2 separate regions of the Mus musculus genome follow, and region 1 is linked to region 2. Evidence: chromatin contacts called from public HiChIP or PLAC-seq data. All regions are on one chromosome and are shown on one strand. Each heading gives the region's core, a stretch centred on a gene start, on an enhancer-like site or on the middle of the called end of the contact. The rest is flanking DNA. Distances are from core to core; before and after follow the strand shown.

Evidence for each region. HiChIP or PLAC-seq counts read pairs in DNA pulled down with a chosen protein or histone mark.
Region 1: a contact with region 2 is called in an H3K4me3 HiChIP or PLAC-seq map of bone marrow-derived macrophages, with 4 times the contacts expected there. The contact joins the enhancer-like site here to the promoter of Rnf149 in region 2. A contact is called at or near these places in 2 of 484 Hi-C or Micro-C datasets (LSK cells and neural progenitor cells) and 3 of 115 datasets of contacts at active chromatin or transcription factors (bone marrow-derived macrophages, embryonic stem cells and memory CD8 T cells).

Annotation. Positions count from the first base shown.
Region 1 is chr1:39,758,236-39,763,761 of GRCm38.p6, forward strand. No RefSeq gene overlaps it. Among named protein-coding and RNA genes, the nearest start is that of Rfx8, 40 kb to the left of the region's middle. Within about 2 kb of position 3,331, at least 259 of the 459 cell types and tissues checked have an H3K27ac peak or open chromatin away from gene starts, as enhancers often do. A contact at or near this core is called in LSK cells, bone marrow-derived macrophages, embryonic stem cells and 2 more, where this site is marked.
Region 2 is chr1:39,573,851-39,578,843 of GRCm38.p6, forward strand. Rnf149 (ring finger protein 149) reads right to left here and starts at 3,497. Exons shown (of 7, transcript NM_001033135.3): 1 at 2,977-3,497. The coding sequence starts at 3,424. It overlaps LOC115485772 (a small nucleolar RNA gene), which reads right to left and starts at 25; the gene lies at 1-25.

The sequences.
Region 1 (5,526 bases), core at 2,081-4,580, 180 kb after region 2:
TGTCCCCACCAGAGTTCTTTCACTCGGAGACAGTGTGTGGCGATCAGTGACCTCGGTACCTCTCAGGGTCTTCGGCCTATGATCTGGGTCTAAGACATGCTTCTTGGCTGGCCAATGAACCTGCTGAGTTAAGAGGGTGTTTGGGAATTCTCTGGAAATCTTGTTTAACCATGTGACTCTGATCTCCCGGGATGATGAGCCGGTCCTTCCTTTGGCAGGAAGTGGCGGTTGGCTTCCACAGTCAGGAATTCTTCCCCTTGTGACTGTGAGTGTATTGTCATAGAAGGAGCGAGCAGAGCTGAGAGTCTGAGAGGTCTGTTCAGGTCCATGTGGCTGACACACGAGTCCAAGTTCAAATGCATCATTGATTTAAAGATAGTCTGGTAGTTTTTTGTTTTGTTTTTTAAATTTAAATTATTTATTATATGTAAATAACCTGTAGCTGTCTTCAGACACTCCAGAAGAGGGCATCAGATCTCTTTACGGATGGTTGTGAGCCACCATGTGGTTGCTGGGATTTGAGCTCCAGACCTTCAGAAGAGCAGTCAGTGCTCTTAATCGCTGAGCCATCTCACCAGCCTAGTCTAATAGTTTTAAAAAATCATCCTTGAATATTTTAGTCTCTGTCCGTCTGGTAGATGGTAGGAATGTCCTTTTCTGTGCCCATGGTAGTCAGGCATGGCTGCAAAGTTCGCTGGGGCTGTTGAAACTTGAGCAGAAGTTGTGGGAATCTGTGTAGTTTTCCATGTTGTCTCCTCCCTGTGTCACTGTGACCATGGTGGTTTGGGCTAGGAGGCTCATCTACTTAGGTTCCTACCTCATGGTAGAAATTCCCCCCTCACACGAACTGAACACATAGCACCAGGAAGACGGAAACAATTCCTGTATCAAGTCACCAAGGCCTGGGGGGTAGCATTTTCCTGACACAGGGCCTTTCCTTTTCTGACTGACACAGAGAACCTGAGGCAGGTGAGAGGCCAGATGGGAGGGAGTCCAAGGCCCACAGCAGACTTGGTACTTTTGAGTGTTCAGGATAAAGTGGGTCACCACAGCCAGAGTGACCCCCAGCTAGGATGGTTTTGTGGTGTGTGCTGACTGTTAGTCACAAGTGGCAGGGAAGGGGAAGACAGAAAAAAAAATTGCAAGAAGGAATGTTTGCTGTGCCTGAGCAGCTTGACCTCAGAGACAGCTCAGTCCCCTCCCAGAATGGGTTGGCTCTCAGCAAAGTTGCTATAACCCAGACTTTGCTGTGTGGGGTTCAGCTGTAAGTTACCTCTGAGCACACATGTTGAAAGGCGAAGGCTCTGAAGCCACTCACACAGGATGGAGTTTCTTTGGGGACGGTGCTCATTTGTACCTTCCTTCTACAACTATCTGCATTCCTGGGTGCTGAGTCTACCAACAGTGAGCACCCGTGTCTCCTGGGCAGTGTGAGTGGCACATGGCCAGATAGCTGGCAGTCCTGTACAATGGGGGTTGTTAAATGCACGCTGTCAGGAAGAAGGGCACATCACTGGTCCAGGAACTCTAAACAGAATGAAGCTGCTAGTCACTGAACCAGGCCTTAAGGGCCTGCTTCTGCATTTAAACATCCCCCCCGCCCCCCCCCCCCCCACTACAGATAAGCACACGCCTTCCTTTCAAGGCTGGCAAGCACAGAGAAATACCGAGTTGCCTGAAGATCTGAACACAACATGAAAAGTTCTCAGAGTTCAGGGGCTTGGAACAGAGTGTTCGTGGAGCAAGTCTTATGATTCACAGCCCCTGGGTTCACCCTGTGGTCAAGTCAAAAAAAAAAAAAAAATACTACTAGGGAGCCAGGTATCTGGAGTGAATTAAGTCTCCCTTCCTTTCCCTGTCTCCCTTCTTCTTACTCGCTCTCTCTCCTCTCCTCTCTGTCCTTCTAATTATGAGGAATACAACTAGAACTGGTCTTAACCATCAAACATCCACGTCTGGATTTTCCACACAGACAGTTTCGACAACTATGGAACAAACATCTCTGGAAAGGACTTCAGGACTGGAGATGCAGGAATCTCCTCTTGCCCTGCTTCCCCAGGGCATGGTGTTCCCAGGTACCAAGAATCTAAGGCATCTAGGGATGTATGAAGCATCAGAAGGATGCAGGCTGGTTCTATGCAAACATGATGCTATGCTCTCTAAGGGACCCTGTAAAGGAACAGGGGTCCTGGCTGTGAGGGCCTCCCTGCAGACTCAGAGAGAAGACTGTTACGACAGAGGCGTCCTTAGGGATAACGGTGAGGGCTCCATCTGAAGTTCATGCTGCTCATTCCTCAAAGCTCCCACCGAAAAAATGCTCTCATCTTCTAAGTCTGCCTCAGAGTCCACCTCCAGGAACTAAATCACACACTGGCAGCTGCTCAGGAGTGGACCACACATGTGCACAGAAAACACACACTTCTTGTTTATTCCATATTTGTTTCATTGTTAGTTCCACTTTATATATCTGCTATATATGGCACTACATTAGATTGAATATTATATAATTACATGTCACATACACATTACATACCGGCAGTTTCATACAGTATACATTCCTTTTCTTTTTTCTTTTTTTTCTTTTCTTTTCTTTTTTTTTTTTTTTTTTTTGGTTTTTCAAGACAGGGTTTCTCTGTATAGCCCTGGTTGTCCTGGAACTCACTCTGTAGACCCGGCTGGCCTCGAACTCAGAAATCTGCCTGCTTCTGCCTCCCCAGTGCTGGGATTAAAGGTGTGCGCCACCACTGCCCGGCCAGTGTATATTTCTTAAAGTGTTTTTTTTTTTTTTTTTTTAACTGCCTAAGCGTGTTTTGTTTTGTTTAAATATAAGGAATAGTGGGTGTGGAAAGCCAAATCCTACTGATCTCGTGAAAACATCCCTGATTTTATATTTCTCATGCCCTTGCGACCTCAGATTCCACCTACCTGAGCCACGCCCAGGTCTTCCTGGCAAAATCTCTTCCCTCCAGAATCTGACTCAGTCTTTCTGCCTGGCACACTGGGGCCGCAGCTAACAGACGTCGGATGAATAACATCCTGTAATGTGGGGCCCTCGCTGAGGAGAGGTGGGGGGCAGGGCGAGGTTCTGGGCCAGAATTCATGCTAAGTCAAAGTTAAGGCCCCAACTCCCAGCAGCTTAGTAACCGCACGACTGGCTTCATTCGTGCCGGTTCCCACACACCCACGCCAGGAAGAGGGAAGGGATAGCCTGTCCCCAGGAGTAGGGGCAACTGCAGCTCTTCCTCCAGTGAGAACTCCAGTCTCTGAGCTGGGCTCCATCCTTCTGCACTGGGAAATGGTTTTCTTGACTCCCCCTGGGCACTTTTCCCAGGAGGATCCACTAGATGGCCTGCGTTGAACACCACCTTTCCGGGAGCGTGCCTGAAGGGGGAAGGACTGCTTCTTAGCCTTCCTGCTTAGCTATTTTCTTCTTCTTCACAATTTGTCCAGGTAAATCTCCTGCAGTGTAACCATACTAACCCCTCAACAAACTTCACGTTAGACAATAGGAACGAGCTGAGGGGTGAGTGTTGAGACTCTTTAGTGGAAGAGCTCTCTGACTGGAAACACAGCAAATCAAGCGATTTCTGAGTCACAGCACGGACAGTACTGCAGAGAAAGAAGTAGTAAATTAAGGCCTGCTACACAAGCTAGTTTGAATAAAGAGAAACGACAAGACCTTGTACTGGTGGGGCCGGAGTAATTCAAGCTCCACGGCACTTTGGGGGTAGGCACGGGGCATCGCCACACATGTAGTTGTGGCTTTTGCCCTTAGTTGTAAAAGCCAAAGACAGTTTGAACTCTTTGACCGGGAAACTTCGAAGATTCCTAAAGCTAGAGAAAAGCAGTCAGTATGAAAAAAAAAAAAAGTTCGTCTCTGCTACTTGCAGTAAAGGAAACTTGGAAAGAAGCCCAGGGACTGACTGTAGGGAGCTGACTCAGCCAATGCGCAGCTGAGAAGATGGACCGCGTGGAGCGCCCCCGCCCCTGGATACAGGAAGTCCTGCTGAGTGGCTATTTTCTCTGGTTAAATGTAGATTTGCGAGTTTGGGGATGAAAGTAAGAGCAGACTGCTTGTGTCCGAGTAAACTCTTACACAGACAATGATTGTTACACCACACATGAAGAAAACCCAAACCAGCTTGTGCTGGATCCCCAAACCCAGCTCAGGAAGCTAAGGCAGAAAGGATCATGAGTTCTAAGCCAACCTGGGCTACTTGGAGAACATACACAAATTAAACTCAACAGCCACCGTCAGTTGGAGGAGCTGATTCTAGAGTCGATTTTCGGGAGCTGAGTGAGGGGCATTATAGTCGGTCTGGCTTTCTGTAACAAAATGCCACAGACTGGCAGAGTTCAGAAAAGCTTGGAGTTCCAGAGGCCATCAAGTATCATAGGAGTCGTCTAACAAGAGGATGGGTCAGAGCCCTCTTTTCTTCTCTTCCTGACTTCTCTGTGTCATCACCTCTGCTGGGCAAAGACTCTGTCAGGCAGAAACTGCTTGTTCTTGGGCTCCTCCTGAATGGTTGAGAAGGACATTCCTAAATTGATAAATTCTCTAGCCTCATGTACTCTGCCACAGCCTCACAAGACAGATGAAGAATCTATGCCATGAGAGATGAAGGTTTGACCTGCAGTGATGAAGAGAGGGATGCAAACATTCACTCCTTAAAAGAGACATTTCCATTGGCATGCTAGGTGGTCCCCCAAAAATACCCCGGTCAGAGAGAAACCCTAACCCACTTTCCCTGTGTCTCATCAGGAGTGGTTAAGGCTCTGATGGGGAAGGCTGAGCTCCCATAGACTAGCCTACACATGCTGGGGTAAATTACCGTCTGCTCATGCTAGCACTAACTGTCAGTCATGTGCTTTACATTTAGACACAGCATTTGAACCTAAAATCAGGCTGTTACAAGATTCTACACTGATCTGTCCTGTCTAACTCCTAGGGTACCATTACTCTGAACTAGTTGCTGTCTTGCTTTGTTTTTTTGTTGTTGTTGGAGTTTTATAAATATACGTAACTAGTTCTTTGAGAATTTCATTCCATATAATTGATCATATTTACCTTGTTTTCTTTATAACTCTTCCCAGATCCACCCCTCCCAATTTCATGTTTTTGGGGTTTTTTGTTTTTTGGTTTTTTGTTTGTTTGTTTGTTTGTTTTGAGACAGGGTCTCTCAATGTAGCCCTGGCTGTCCTGGGCCTACTCTCTAGACCAGGCTGGCCTGGAACTCAAAGATTCACCTGCCTCTGTCTCCTGAGTGCTGGGATTAAAGGTGTGCAACCATGCCCGGCCATGTTTTAGTAACCCATCAAATCCAATCCATACTTCTATTTACTTGTGGGCTTGGGGCCACATACTGCAGCATGGGTGGCCTACTAGGGGCCACACCCTTAATGAAAACACTGACTTTCCCTTCTCCAGAAGCCACCAACTGCCTCCATTAGGGGACTTATCCCCCACATGTCCAAGATGGATTGTCAGCTAGCTTGATGTCATGCAGTTCTTAGGCGAACAGTCAT
Region 2 (4,993 bases), core at 2,247-4,746:
GGTAAGCGGATTAATGGGCTGGCTAAGATACTCTTCTGTATCTCTGTAACGCCCTTTGACTTGATGCAATTCAAGCCCTTTCTCCAACCTTCTGCCAATTGTTTAGCACATAGTAAGTAAGATTCAAGGATGTAAAATGTCATACCTAAAACGTCATGGCGAAAAACTTCAGCTGGAGGAGCATGTTACTTATTAACCTCCAAGAACTACAGTAAGTCCAACTCTACGACCTTAATGACTTGGCCTTTATCTGCTTTCCCCTATCTTGGTCAAGATAATTTCTACAACTTATCTTGGGTACCAACACCCAGCCGCTCGATAGGCTTTCTAAGCACCTGTGCCTATAGTTCAGTTCAGTATAAACTTTTCCGGCCTGTGAAGTTATGTTTATCATTACTGACAGACCATAAACCCAACACAGGCAGACACTTAGGTATTTCCAACAAGCAGGTACAATGCTTGGCCCAAAGGGTCTGCTAAAGTTAGAATGTAAGGTATTAAAGTTAGAAAGTAAGTCCTTACTGCTGTTCTGAGAGTGTGATCTTAAAGTACTGATTCTTTAAAATCCTCCATTTCAATAATGACTTAAAATTTTAAAGCTATGTAGTGCTAGATTCCAGTAAGAGAAGCAATGAGTTTCAGAAGAACTGGAAAACTATTCCCTACAACATAGGAAAGTTATCAGTATTCAATTTTAGAAGCACACTTCTACCTGTTTCATAGAAATCCAGTGTTACACAGAAGCACTAAGAACAGCTCAATCAGTGGGGTTTCCAGGCTTCAGCTACATTTTGACTAAACGGAGGAAACCAATCTAAGTCTAAACAGCCTCAGTGGCTCTAAAAAATGATATTCAATCAAATTTAAATAAGGTCTGTCAAAGCTGGCTTCTCCCATCTTAATTCTTCTCAAGTGCCAGATTATCAATACCTGGTACCCAAATGGACTAAGTTCTATGAGAGCTAACTTCCCCATCTTTGCAGTGTCTACAGCTGAAGATCAAGGGTCTAACTTTATTTCTAGTTTTTCCTGTTTATCAGTCACACTGCTACCAAATTAATTTTCCTTTGGCCAGTGGTTCAAAATGCTAGATAATTTTGTTGCTCCCTGTAGTTCTGGCAAAATCTCAAGGTATTTCTGATTGTTACAAGTGTGGGGAAAACTTCTAGAATGTGGGAAGGCAGGAATGTAGCTAAACATCCTGTAGGTCACCAAGTAATAAAGGACCAAGTTTTAAAAGGCTTTTGCATGTTTCTTTAGGGATCTAACTTAAAGGGACTCCAGGAAGATTCAGTCACTTGCATGGGTACTTTCATGAACTTTCCAAAAGGTAATGATCCTCCCTTTAAATAAAACAAAACAAAAAACGGCAACTATTATTATCCTAAGAAAACTAGAAAGAAGGCAAATAATGGGGAAGGAAGTGTCCCTCCAAAGGAAGATTCTAGTCAACATGATTGAGGTGTTTTCCTGGGTCCAGATAAATTATATGTCAACAATATAAACAAGAAAGATTGCTGAGCCATGTTTAGAACAAGAGGTGTCTGCTTGGTAGGATGTCAATGTCATTATCAAAAAATGCAGAAGGGTAGAGTTAGAAAATTGTAGGGTAATGAGCTTGTCACTGAAAAGAAAACGGTCTACATTAGATGTGCGTGCATCCACACATGTACACACCCAACATCGAGGAGTCACACCGGCCTATCTTCGCTGACAGAACTTAACTTGGGAACATATATCTGGGATGCTAGGATCTCTCAGGAGCCTTGTGGAAAGATGGTGTGTGGACAGTGACAATTAGGCTGATTTGCAATCAGCGGACTAACTGCCTGAGTCAACACCACCGCAGGGACATCGGTCTATTCTCACCCACCACCGTGGTCCACAGCCAACAAACTCTTGAGTTCTTAAAGACCCGACTTCTCTGGACATTTCTCCATTCTAGCAGATTACTTTCACACCATTTCAAGTGTTCCTTACCTTCTCTTACTTCACCCTGCTATGCTTCTGCAATTTATACCCATTTCTCTCCTAATCTGGAGTCAACCAAGAAAAAAAGAGTTGATCTGTACTCGTAGCTCACTTCCTTGTCATCAAATGGCCATCATTCCCAACCGCGTTAAAAAAAATGGTTAAACCCAAGGTCACTTTTCTGTCTTTATAAGCTCTGTGTCGCATGCACACCAAAACAGAACGAGAACAAAAATGCAGTACAGGAAGAAAGATGTCTTAGCTAGTAGCAGAAACTTAAAAACCCTAATCACAGGAAATTCAGAATGAGTCAACCGTGTGATGCCTAAAGCTAATGTGATCTTAGAAGGCACAAGAGAAACACAATCAAATTCTGGGTCCCCGGAGAGAACTCTGTCCCAAGGATGACATTTTGCAAACTCATCCTTGTCTGTCCCCTGGAACAGCGTGTTTAGAGGTGGCCTCCTGACAGAGGTAGCAAGGCCTTTCTTTCCTTCAATGAAAACAGTTTAAAAAAAAAAATTCATCTGAATTCAAACTGTCCAAACCAGGAGCTAGTGCGATCACCCTACATGCGTCGAGAGAGAAACTACAGCAAGAAAACCCAGGTTTTTTGATCCAGGGTTTTGAAAACACTCATATTCGCCTCATCGAGAGGAAGAAACCACATCGAGTAGCCACTTTAGGTTGGTGAAGAGACAATGCGAGCCTGGCGGCGCCAGCCGTCCACTCCTACACACTCTCCACTCAACCAACTTTGGGAGTCCGTGAGCCGACCTTAGGAAGCGACCCGGGTTCGGGAATCTGTAGAGTTACTGAACTCCGTAGGACCTGCCACCGGTGTGTTTGCTACTCCCCGGCCGAGGGCCCTTCCCAGCTTTCTCACCCTCCCGAGGTGAAGCTCCGATCCTGCAGCGTGTGCACGCACTTCCCTCTCCACACCACCCGGGGAACCACCAGGCTCGCCCCGGCCGCGGCCAGCGGCCCAGCGCCCGGCCTGCTCACCCGCGTGAGACATGGGCTCGGTGGCGTTCCCGTTGCTCTCCAGGTTGTAGACCACCACGGCCGAGGCGTTCCTCCGCGCCGCCGCCAGCACCTTGTCCTTGAAGGTGCAGCCGCCTCGCGCCACCAGCGCCACCCAGGGCGCGTTGCCGAGGGCGCCGGGCGCCACGAAGCGCGTGTCGGGCGCGCAGCCCTCCGCGGGCGCGGGCGCGCGCGGGACGCCCACCAGGCCCTGCCTCTCCTCCCGGAGCGAGCTTTCTCCGAAGCGGCCGCTCTCCGACACGCTCCACACCGTCAGGTTCGACTGCGGGTCCACGTATTCGATGCTCACCATGGCCGAGTACCACTCGAGCGCCCCGCCGCCCACCCCGGGAGTACACAAGGCCAGCGCCAGCACCGCGAGTGCGTCCCGGGCTCCCACGCCGGCCGCGGGCCGCCGCCGCGCCGCCATGGCCGCCCGGCCGGGCTACTGAGGAAGAAGAGCGCGAGTCAGAACGAGGCGACTCACTCCAGGCTGGCCCACAGCTTTGAGGAGACGGCGGCGGCTCGCGAGAGACCGCCGAGCGCGGCGGGGGCGGACCCGCGGCGCACGCGCACCTGGAGGGGCGTGACCGGGGCGTGGCGACGGAAGGGGTGGGGCCCTGCCCGCGGGCGTGAGGAGTGCGCAGGCGCCAGGGTCTGTGCCGCAGGGCTGTGGGCGGCCGAGCTGAAGCTTGCAGATGCTGCAGAGAGTTGTGCAACCCTGCTGCCAGAGTCCCCAAGTCTGGGGAAGTTTGTGCGCTCCGGGTCGGCCAGCGTGGGACTGCGGTTGTGTAAAGTTTCTCAGAGGGTGGAGTTGACTGTGCAAGGCACGCGGCAAAAGCCTGGCTGCCTAAACCACTTAAACAAACAAGCAAACAACAACAAAAACCACTAAGTCAAGTTGTCCAGATGCCTTTTGTTACAAACTCTGTAATATATTAAATTCTTTGTTGCTCTTTTCTCAATGGTTGCCTTCGAGCCCTTTCTTCCTTCTCCTTAGTTTATGTGTGCCTCTGTTTGGACGAAGACGAAGGTGCTACATTAATCAAAAGGGGGGAAAAAGGGGAAAGGATTTGTTTGGAGGTAAATGGTGGCTGATAGATAGTCCTTCGACAACACAGTGGGTGGATACTTTCAGTGTACCATTAAAAGATCCTGAACACACTAAACATAGTTAAATGCAAGTATGGTAACTCTGCTCCGGTAAAATCTTGAGTAGAGCTGAGATTTGAGATGCTCTGGTAGATCAACCCCAGCGAACCTGAAAGGTATTTCCTTTGAAGAATGTGAAGTCTGACTAGACCCGAATAAACACAGGAGATCTCTCCATAACGCTGAGGAGACATCACACCCGAGTTACCAAATATCAAAAGACATTTAAAATACCTCTTCATATATGAGCTACTGAATATCAAAATGTATTTAAACCTAAGAAGTGGACACTTAAGTGATGGACTTAATGCATAGCTATACATTGTTAGGCACTATTCTGAAGACATACACACACAGGCATATACTGTGACAGACCTTCAACTCATCCCTAAGCCTGACTTATATTATCCTTTTTATCTGAGGGGCCTCAGGTCACCTCACAGATCTCTGTTGTATTGGTCAAACCAGTTTCTCCTGAGAACCAGTTCTATAAAGGAACACCAAGTCTTTAATTACACTGGACTTTCAGCAGAGGCCTGCTTCGATTCTGATGGAGCAACTGAACTCATGATTTCAAAACTCACTCACTATGCCGTTGTGCTGCCGCATTTCTGAACCATGTTCCCTGTGAGGCTTGCTCATGTTGTTTCCCCCTCTTTACTCAGTGTGAGCAAATGCCAAAAGTCCCCTTTGTGTGGCAATAAACTGTGTGATTCGTGAAATCATCGTCAGTCTCTTTATTTCTACCAAACAAACCACTAAGGAGCTGGAAATGAAGTTCAGGGCTTTGATTTCTGATTGACTCACTAGTCTTCCTTCTTTGTGCAAGAGTTTATAATTACAGGAA